Linked DNA regions of Mus musculus: region 1 is linked to region 2. A link is a contact called in public Hi-C data. All regions are on one chromosome and are shown on one strand. Each heading gives the region's core, a stretch centred on a gene start, on an enhancer-like site or on the middle of the called end of the contact. The rest is flanking DNA. Distances are from core to core; before and after follow the strand shown. Region 1 has its middle 21 kb from the start of Gm52717. Region 2 has its middle 86 kb from the start of Gm52717.

The links. A called contact is a pair of places that touch in the nucleus more often than the background predicts.
Region 1: a contact with region 2 is called in a Hi-C map of cortical neurons, with 2.1 times the contacts expected there. The contact joins two enhancer-like sites. A contact is called at or near these places in 1 of 15 datasets of contacts at CTCF or cohesin (CD8 T cells), 29 of 484 Hi-C or Micro-C datasets (the AML12 cell line, B cells, CD4 T cells and 18 more) and 7 of 115 datasets of contacts at active chromatin or transcription factors (CD8 T cells, Th17 cells, bone marrow-derived dendritic cells and 4 more).

The regions. Positions count from the first base shown.
Region 1 is chr4:32,137,284-32,142,125 of GRCm38.p6, reverse strand. No RefSeq gene overlaps it. Among named protein-coding and RNA genes, the nearest start is that of Gm52717, 21 kb to the left of the region's middle. Within about 2 kb of position 3,220, at least 11 of the 459 cell types and tissues checked have an H3K27ac peak or open chromatin away from gene starts, as enhancers often do. A contact at or near this core is called in cortical neurons, where this site is marked.
Region 2 is chr4:32,072,556-32,077,981 of GRCm38.p6, reverse strand. No RefSeq gene overlaps it. Among named protein-coding and RNA genes, the nearest start is that of Gm52717, 86 kb to the left of the region's middle. Within about 2 kb of position 3,236, at least 107 of the 459 cell types and tissues checked have an H3K27ac peak or open chromatin away from gene starts, as enhancers often do. A contact at or near this core is called in cortical neurons, where this site is marked.

The sequences.
Region 1 (4,842 bases), core at 1,971-4,470, 64 kb before region 2:
CTCTGAGTACAGTAAGACTGAATTTTGGTGGTCTAGTGCATTCAGGAAGAGTGAGGCTAAGCTACTGGACCTTCTAGCTGAGATGCAAGGATGCTTTGCCGTCAGCTAGGCAAAGGGGTTTAAGCCAATGGGTAGAGTGAGTGCCAAGATCCACAGATGAGTGTGACTATGACACCTTCAAAGAAGTGATCAGGCTGAGCTCATGGAACACACAGAACACAGTGACAAGGTAAAGATAGGTAAGAGCCACACTGAGCAGGACATAGAGGTAGCTGTTCTTGATTCTGGTAAATTTTTTGGAAGCATTTAGACAGAAGGGACATAATCAAAATTGTATCCCCCACCCAAAAAAATTAATCATTCCAAGTAAAATGTAAGCAAAGATGACCTCTGGTGTCTTCTACTGTTTGCTGAGATAGGACTGGAGAATGAGAGGTGTTGGAGAGGAAGTCCACCACTGAGATGAACACAAGTGGCTGATGGTTTTTGTGAGGCCTTCTTGATACCCAGCTCAGGACGGACACTAATATTTGGTGTCCTTCCATGGAACCTGTGTAAACTGGCTTTGAATTTGAGATTGCTGAGATTGCCTTGTGAGACATAAAAATCAAGAAGTCAAGTTGGGATCGGTCTTTCATGACCTGTATACTCAAGTGGGTTGGAGCTGAAGCTTGGGAGGGGACAAGTAGGTGGCAGCAAGCATTGTGAAGTAGAGCATATGTCGGGACTCTTTCCAGTGCACACTATTGAAATCTATCTCCAGGTAAGTAGCATCAGCCAGAAGGAATGTATGGGTTCTGATTATCAAGATTAGTCATAGGCGTGGCTGGATACAAGTGTTTGTGCAAGACCTTGGGTTCCCATCTCTCAGTTCTGCCTTCTTCCACTAGGCTTCTTTTTTAGGTGGGGCTTCGTGTGATGGTTTGATCAGGTCACCAACAGAAGTTTCAGACCTACAAACCACCTATAGTAAGGACTATGTCCCTCGTGGGGTCCAGCTAAACAGTAGACATTGCTGTTGCTGGTCAGGCATGGACTGGACACAGCCCTGAGCTGGAGGCCTGCCTTCAGCCCTTCCCACCAGGCACAGATTAGAGGGCACAGCAAGGGTGGCTACTCCAAAGAAAATCAGCGCTGTTGCCTGGAGACAAGGAGAGCCTGGCCAGCAAAAAAAAAGAAAGAAAGAAAGAAAGAAAAAAGAAAGAAAACACTTTTGTACAGATGCCAGAGAGACAAGAATTCTAAGGAAATTCTCTAAAGAGATCGAGACAAATGGGATCAAAACTGCCTGCTAAATTTGACATCCTTGATGTTACTGGTGACATCAGGCCTATCAGCTGGGATGCAGTAGGAGTCGTAATGCAGGTTAGAAATGACCATGAACCCAGGAATGAGTTAGCACTGGAACAGTCAGGCTATCCTCACTTGTAAAAGGAAGCAGTCGGGTGTAGTTCTGAGAGAGAGGGATAAGCCGAGACCCAAGTAGCAAAGGGAGGGGGGATACCTAGATATGACAGCACCAGTCAGCGTGTGGTTGGACACTGGAGTGCGTTCAGGGACAATGGAGTAGGTCCTACTGGGTCTATAGGCCAAGAGAAGAGATTTTTATCAAACAGACAAGCTATTAATCTATAGCCTGCATATGAGAGCTAGATACTACAGCAGGGAGGACAATCTAGCGCTGTGGAGAAGGGCTCCACTGTCCTCCTGACTTTCAGCTTGTCAGCTCAGCAGAAAGCATTCCTTCTCCTCTCAGCCCTTTTCTCTACCTCTCCGAGTAGCCTGTCCTGCAGAGCTGGTGTGGGCTCTGATGTCTGTCCCATCTGCTCAGTGACTGCAATAGAAACTTGCTGTTGTCACCTCAGCTGACCAACTTCCCCTCCTCTTCTCACCTCAGGAAGCTGCCTTAGGAGTGGGAGGGAGCAGGGGTTCTGATAGAAGGTGGCCTAGGGGTCTTGGTACTCTATCTTCTTCAGCTCCCTAACCAGTATTCTTGTAGAGAGCCCTAATCTTTGACCCCTGGGAAGAAGGCAGTGCTTCTCCTACCTGTACAGTCCTTGGTAGCTATGAGGTGACATTTATTCATTTAGACACAGTTCCTGCCCCCCACCCCCCAGGCTCTATAGAGAAGGTCTGTGGTATGGATTCCTATGGACTAAGTCCTTTAGCTCAGACCGAAAGCCAGCACAAATTAGAGACCAAAGTTTGTATTTCAAAAACCTTTCCTTGGCAGTCTTTAACGTAGCATGAAGTTTTTAAGAAACTCATTAAGGGTGTTTAGCTGGCCATGACGAGAATGGAAGCGTCATCAGCGTCAAATGCACTGGGCAGTGGTTTCCTGATAGACTTGAGAGGGCAGAGGTGGGCAAAGGGAAGTCTTGGAGACTGACAGCTCAAATCCTTAGCTATAACGTTTGCTGTAGCTGTACAAGGGTGGAGATGGGTTTAGAAAGACTCCTCAGGGAGGAAATCATGTAAAGAGAGAAAGGAGAAAAAGAGAGAGAGAGGAAGAGGGAGAGGGTACTAGTTTGCTTTCATCACTGCGATAAACACCATGGCCAAAAGCAACACAGAAGAAAAGGAGTTTATTTAGTTTATACTTCTAGGCGACAGTCTGTCACTGGGGGGAGTCAGGTCACGCACTCAAGCAGGAACTGAAGCAAAAACTATGTAAGATTTCTGACTACGGCTTTGCTCCCTTCAGCTCCTGTTCAGCTCATTTGCTTACACAACCCAGGACCACCTGCCTAGGGATGGCACCGCCCACAGTGGGCTATGCTTTCCCATATCAGTCACAATCAAGACAGTGCTTCATAGTTTTGGCTACAGCCAATCTGATCTGGGCAACCCTTCAACAGAGGCTCCCTCTTCTGGGTGACTCTTGGTTGTGTCAAGTTGATAATATTAACCAGGAGAAAAGGAACCAGAGACAGAGACATATTCTACAGAAAAGATTTCTTTGGCAATGGGTAACCCAGGATGGTGAGGAAAGCCTAACACATTGTTACCCCAAACACTGAGACCCACTGTTGGCAGCAGGAGCTGATGGGGAACAGAGCTGAACTCACAGCTAGAACTCAAGACAGATAAATAGGTGTGAAAATGCTCTGGCCCCACCCAGAACCCTTACTGCTTGGCGGCCCAGATGACAGTGGGAAGAGACCCTGACCAAGGCCTGCTGGGAGGAACCTTCATCCTGAAGGGCTTGCAAGCAGCCACAGAAGATTCCTGTGTCTGATTTGCTAGAACACCCCAGACTGACGTCACTGCTAAACAGGCTCTTCAGGGAGCCACTTTCCTGGTGCCCCTCATTCTGTGAAGCTCTTGAGGGGCCATCTTTTCTAGTTCAGTCTTCCTTATGGAACCTGGAAGGAACTTAAGCCATCAGTGATAGGTTCACCTAGATGTAACCACTTCATTTTGTAATGTGTGACAGAATACGCCTTGCATTATGGTGCTAGCCCCAGAAAGATAATGTCCTGACCCAGGAAACAGGGGTCCTCTCTTAGAGCCGTGCTTCTTAGAAAAACAGAGATCTCCTTTGAATGCCAGCCCACCAACTTCTTGCTGGACCAGAGTTTGAGACTCTGGGGCAGGGGGGCTACTTGTCAGTGCCCTGAGCCTTTGAGATGGAGGAGAGCAAGCTAGTAGTATTCTTGCCTTGGCTCATGGGAGAGGAACAGGGAGAGGGACCAGGGAGGGACTGCGGAGGGACTGGGGAGGGTTCCCTTGACAGGTTTCTGAATCACTACCAGCAAAGAACAAACAAGCCTGGTAATTAGAAGGGAGCCATGATGATAGTGAAGTTACCTTTCTCCATTCATTCTGCAGCATTTTCTGACTGCTTATTTTTGGCACAGGGCTATTTTAGGGCGGGGGAGCATGTAAGGAAAAGGAAAGCGGATTGGTCCAGAGCCAGCTTGAGGGGGAGTGGGTTGGGGGGACGGGCAGTATTAGTGTTTGGTCTGGGGAAGATGAAACGCAGCTCAGCGCTGTGGGCGGTTCTTTGATCTTCCTGTAACTGCTAGAGCATCAATTAGTATCCTTAATGTTGAGGGAGTCTCTGAGAAACCCTTGAGCCTGGTGATGTAGGTTAGTAGATCCGGAAGTGTGGGCGCGCGCAAGAGAGAGACAGAGAGACAGAGAGAGACAGAGAGAGAGACAGAGAGAGAGAGAGAGACAGAGAGAGAGACAGAGAGAGGGACAGAGAGAGAGACAGAGAGAGACAGAGACAGAGACACATAGAGACACACAGAGACAGAAAGACAGAGACAGAGAGATAGTGTGTGAGAGAGAGTTGAGAGAGAGTGTGTGAGAGTTGAGAGAGAGTGTGAGAAAGGCAGAGAGACAGAGACAGAACTAGAGACAAAAATGAGTTTACCTTCAATTTTCAGATTTGAGAGTGATGGTATAGGATGATTTAAAAATAAAAGTGCAGTTTGTGGTTGAGTAGTTTATCTATAATTATCTGAGTATGTAAAATAAAATTACACACTCCTAAATTTATAGAAAAATAGGATCTCCTAAAATGTTTCATACTGACATAAAGAACATTCCTAAGAGTCCTTTTCAGACAGTCTTCTTTCCTAGGAGAGAGGGGGGGGGGGAGGAGACCCATGTTGGCCTGGAGTTGTGGTAACTTCTGCTTCTGACTGCTGAGTTGGGTTACAGGCACACCACCATGCTGGGCCCTTCCTGCCATGCTGTCAGAGTAATTATCTCTGTGGCCAGTGATAAGGGCTGAGCTTGGAAAGCTAACTACCCTTGAATTTCAACTGGGCCATTTCCAATACTTAACTAAATTATTTGGCACCTCTGTGTCCAAGATTTCACAGCTCTGGG
Region 2 (5,426 bases), core at 1,987-4,486:
TTCGTAGAGAGACAAGAAACAGGTCCACTGACAAACCCTGTTTCAATAGGCAAGAAAGCAATCAAGGAAGACACCTGATATTACCATGTGCGGCCACACACATTGGAACACAACTACCTACCCATACTCCTGTCACACACACATGCAAAAAAAAAAATGGCCTTGGGAGAGCAAGTGGATATTGTTTTCATAACGTTTCTATACGTTCTTTTTGTATGACAGATTCCTTACAACCCTTTGAAATCATTCAGAAGAGGGAAAAAATGTCATTTGGTGCCAGCACCATCTCCCCGGTGATGTCGGGACTGGAGTCAGGGCGCCCCTGGCTCTTGCCCCTGCCCTGGCTGCACTGGGCTCCCTGCATTGCCTGCTGCACGTTTATTTCAGGATGGATGCACTGCTTACAGCCTCCCTTTTGCTACTGTCCTCCTGGGAGCTCAGAAAGGTCTCTGGGAAGTACAAGGCACATGGTTTAAAGAGAAAGGGCTGCGATTCTTTTGCCTCTTTATTGGAATAGATTTTACAATGGCAAAATTCAGCCAGGAGGAAGCCCAAACCTGGCAAAGTGTTCTTTATAAATATTGGGGGCTGAGGCTGCCAAGTCTGATTCCTTGAGTTTCATCCTCAGAATCCACGCAGAAGGACAGCAGCCACTCACTCATGTCCTCTGACCTCCACACATGTGAATATACACATGCACAGTATAAATAGATGTAATAAAAAAAATCAGATTCTTCTAAAAAAATGGAAACACATTAAAATGTTACTAGGTCAGTTAGAAACACTGGAGAGTTTCGTTTCACGTCTAGGCAGTCTTGGAGCGGAGAGAAAACTTTGCTCAATAAGCATAAATTATGTTTTTTTTCCAAGATGATGGAGTGTGTACCATGTGACCTTGCTGCAGCTTTTTGGTCCACCATGGGCAGGTACGTGGGCCTACCATAAGCGTGTTGAAGTCAGGTCCTTGGGATATGTGTCGAGAAAGACCCTCTGGCAGCTCCTTAGGTGAAACACCTGTATCTGTGAGTCTTCCCACCTGCCACCCCTGACCCCCACCTCCAGCTCCAGAAAACCCACAGGCGCATGTTTCTACTGTGTTTACAAAGCCAAGATCCTCTATCTTTACAGACCAGCCTCTCGTGGCCTTGGGATTCTCCAAGATGCTTTTGAGGTCCCTGCTGTGTGGTCCTTACACTCAGAGGCGAGCGTGGGCGAGGCCGTCTCTGAAGGATCTATTGCAAACCATGAAAGAGAAATGCAGGTAATTATAGCACAATCTGCAGGCTAGTCGGCGGCGCTGGGTTTCTCTTGAGACTCAAAGGCAAATCAGGAAACATTTCCCTGGTTTTCCCTCCTGCAGACACTTGGGGTTGCTTGTGATTACTCATTAGTTGCTTGCAAGAGAAAGCTGATGATCAAACGTGACCAAGGGACTCAGCCTTCCCTGTCTGCTGAGAAGTACCCTATAGCGTCTGGTTCCTTTATATTGGCACAGACAGACTGGGACGGACTTTCTGAGAGCCTATTTGTTTATTCACCAGGCTTAGATGTCTTTGACAGTCCCCATCAAAGGACTCCAGAGAGCCCCAAAGGCATACAGATTCTTCTCCTAGCCATGACCAGTGACTATGACCTTGCCTTTGCTCCCTCCCTCTCTGCCTGATACCGTCAGCATGATCCCTACCCATCATGGCTTCTGTTTCCACCAGCCGCAGAACTGGCCCAGTGGGTAGGAGGCAAATTCCTTCTCAGGTTGTCAGGTTCCATGACCTGAGCCATTCTGCTGGCCTAATCTCATTTCTATTTCTGTTTCTTTCAAAGAAAAATAGTTCCATTGCTGTCTTCTCTCATGTGCACTAGCAGCAGGAATTAGCAGCATGCCTTCCTACAAACCTGGCCTGATGTGTGTGTGTGTGTGTGTGTGTGTGTGTGTGTGTGTGTGTGTGTGTGTGTGTGTGTGTGTGTAGGGGTCCTAGTGGCCAAAGCACTCCTGGAGGCAGAGATCTTCTCAGCCTCTTCCATGGGACTGGCCTGGGTCTTCCCAGTCCACCTGGCAGGGCTGGGCTCGGAGCAGTTGCGCTAATTTTCTCTATCCCGATCCTGTCCTAGTAGCAAGTGACTGGCTCCAGGGGAGAAGAGCCGAATCCATCAGACTTCTCTTTATGTGGGTCTAGAAGTGGGGTTCTGAGCTGAGTTGATGCCTGGGTGTATTCCCAGATTTCTTTCCACTAGGTCAACACTTGCCTCTGTTTACCCTATCCGCGGGTTACCAATCTCCCCTGCTCCTGCTCCACTTTTCTCACTCCAAAACCCTGGTGCTTACTGGTGATGTTTATAGGGCCTCTCTTCTCCTCACGCCAGCTCTTGGAAAAGTTCCATTGTGAAATACTACAGGGAACTATGCCTCCGATCTAAAGAGAACGTTGCGCCCCGCATCCGTGGGCAAGCAGCTGCAGGTGGGAAATATTTGGAAAACTAAAGAGATGTGAATTCCTGGAACACAGGGCAAGCTTTTTCAGGTCAGTGTTCCCTAAACAATATGGGACGTTGTTTAAGGCATTGCCTGTGACCTGGAGTTGACTAAATTAGACAGGTGGTTTGCACAGGTTCCCTGTAAACATAAGAAAACGATGCGCGCATCCACACATCTTGATATTTAGGAGAAGGGCCTCCCAGAATCAATTCTCCCCAAGTACCGGAGGATGACTGTTCTGTCAAGGGCAGAGTGCTCCTGTGAACAACGAGACGAGAAAATGGTAAATCTATGCTTCACATGCACAGATAATGCTTCAGTCCCTCCGTGTGCAGAAGAATCGCCAGCTTTGCATTGTGCCAGCCCCCTCCCCTCTTCTCCTGATTTCCCCTGTGACCCATAATGTCCGCGGGGAAAGGAGATGAACAGTGAGCGTGGCTGGTGGCTGCGCACCCTCCCTTGGTGAAGCCCGCCTCAAAGGCATCTCTCCTTGGTGGTGTCCCCATAGTCGCCTTTGCCTAAAAATGCTATGTTCGGCTTGAATATTGTTTTAAAAATAATTTGCTCTTGAAAGACACTGGCCTTTTTAGAAAGCAGCTTCTGGCACGGCGGCGCTGATGGCCCAAGCTGTTTTGTGATCTAAGCTCTTTGAGAGCACTGCTGCATCTGTAGCTGGGAAAGCCAGCAGTAAAAGGACGGTTGCTAAGGGAACAATTGAATTGCTGACACAGAGACATAAGATGTGACTGAAAACTCTTTTCTTCTCCTGCCACGTGGAAAAGAAAGCAGATGAGTCAGAGGGAAGAATGGACCGTCCTTTCTGACTGCTAAGAGAGAGCTAAGGAAAAAATAATCCCAGCCCCAAGAGGAATAGTCCCGTGGTGATTAAATCAGGGACTGGAGCTCAGGGTTAAGAGCACTTACTGCTTTGGCGGAGCAGGAGACTCCATTCCCAGAACCCCCACGGTGACTCACAACCACCCATAGCTCCAGTTCCAGGGGTCACAATGCCCTTTTCTGACCTCCATGGACCCTGGACATGCATATGGAACAAATACATACACACAGGCAAAACATTCATAGACATGAAATAAAAATAAATACGTCTTTTTTTTTTTTTAACTGAGAGAATCTGAAGCAGCTGAGAGGCTGAGGTTAAGTTGAGTGTGACAGCCAACTGTGAGATGGCTGACCACAGGTCTCTTAGTAGCGTCAAACACAGAGGGCATTCCACGATAACAAGTCTTCCTTGAGCACCACCCTCGACACTTTGAAATATTTCTCAATTTATTGAATCACTCATTTAAATACCATTGCCATTTTTGAGAGAGTCTATTGGTTTTTAAGCACCCTTTTTAAAGGTATAATTTATATACCTTAATATTCACTACAACTATATATTTTAGTCTGTTTGGGACTGACTTTATGGAGCCCCTTCATAATATATATTTATAGAATAAATACACCTCATCAGAAAATCCCCTTTGTCCATTCAGTCATTTCTTCCAGCCCTAGGCAAAGACTAATCTGCTTTGGAACTTGCTCATTAACTTTTCATAGATAGACCCTCAACTGAAAGACACCACAGAACCTGTGGTCTTTTGTGTCTGCCTTACTTTCCCTTGTATCGTGTTGGAGATCCATCCATATTGTATCATGCCTCAGCTCATTTCTTTAAAACTGAATAATATTCCGTTGTACCAACATATAGCACTACACATTCATCAGAAGAGGGCTTTTTTTTTTTCTGGTTTAAAAGAATTATGAGAAATGCTCCCATGATCATCATTACAAAAATCTCTGTATACTGAAGTTTTTCTCTCCTTTGGGGTACGCACCTAGAGTTATAGTTTCTGAAACGTGGGTATGTATGTTTCCCTTTTCAGCAGGCCAACAGAGGACTCAGCAGGTAAGGCACTTGCCGCCCAGCCTGATAGCCTGAGTTCGGTGTCCAGACCTCACGTGGTGGAAATGGTCTAATCATGTCGGATGGTCCCTGGTCTCATACTTATGCTAAGCACGTGTTTATAAACACACACACACACACATAGTAAATAAATGTAATAAAAACATTTTTAAAAATATTTATTTTAAGTATATGAGTGCACTGTAGCTGTCTTCAGGCACACCAGAAGAGGGCATCAGCTCCCATTATAGATGGTTGTGAGCCACCATGTGGTTGCTGGGAATTGAACTCAGGACCTCCAGAAGAGCACTCAGTGCTCTTAACTGCTGAGACATCTTTCCAGCCCAAAGTTTAACATTTTTAAAAGTTTTACTTACAAGCAGTAAGAGGCCTCTAGTTTCTCCCCATCCTCCATGAAGATCTGATTTTTTTTTGCAACTCCTCTTTTCATGTATTTATATTTTTAAATATTTTTTGACAAATCCATACACAAATACAATAGTGTCTTATTCATATCTGCTCTCCTATTTCCCCCTGAGACTTGCCTTGGACTCCCCAATATTATACCTCCTGTCTTCATGTTCTCTTTTCTCTGGTCCCCAGTACCCATCCATTGCCTGTAGCATCTTAGTTAGGGCTGGCGTCCCACAAGCCCCTCCTTACCCATGCTGGTATTATTGATTGACTTGATCATCTGCAACTAACCACAGCTTCTCTGAAGGCAGGAGGGCTCTACCATGTCCAGAAGACAGCTCTTCACAGTGCTTCTCCTCATCTGCTAGGATTGTATTCTTGTCACCTTCTCTTCTACTGCATCCCCTGCACCTTGCTGGAACCAATACAAGGCTGAACACTCAACACTTATTCTCAGCACATTGACTGCTACCCACAGTGGAAAGAAATGTCCCTGACTAAGGTTGAGAGTAGCATTAATCCTAAGTATTTAGAAGGCAGCTTAACAACATGTCCTGATAGGAAAACATCAGTATAAGATTCCCCTAGAAAGGCAGTCCTCCCCAGCCTTGAGTATTGACCAGGTTTACAGTA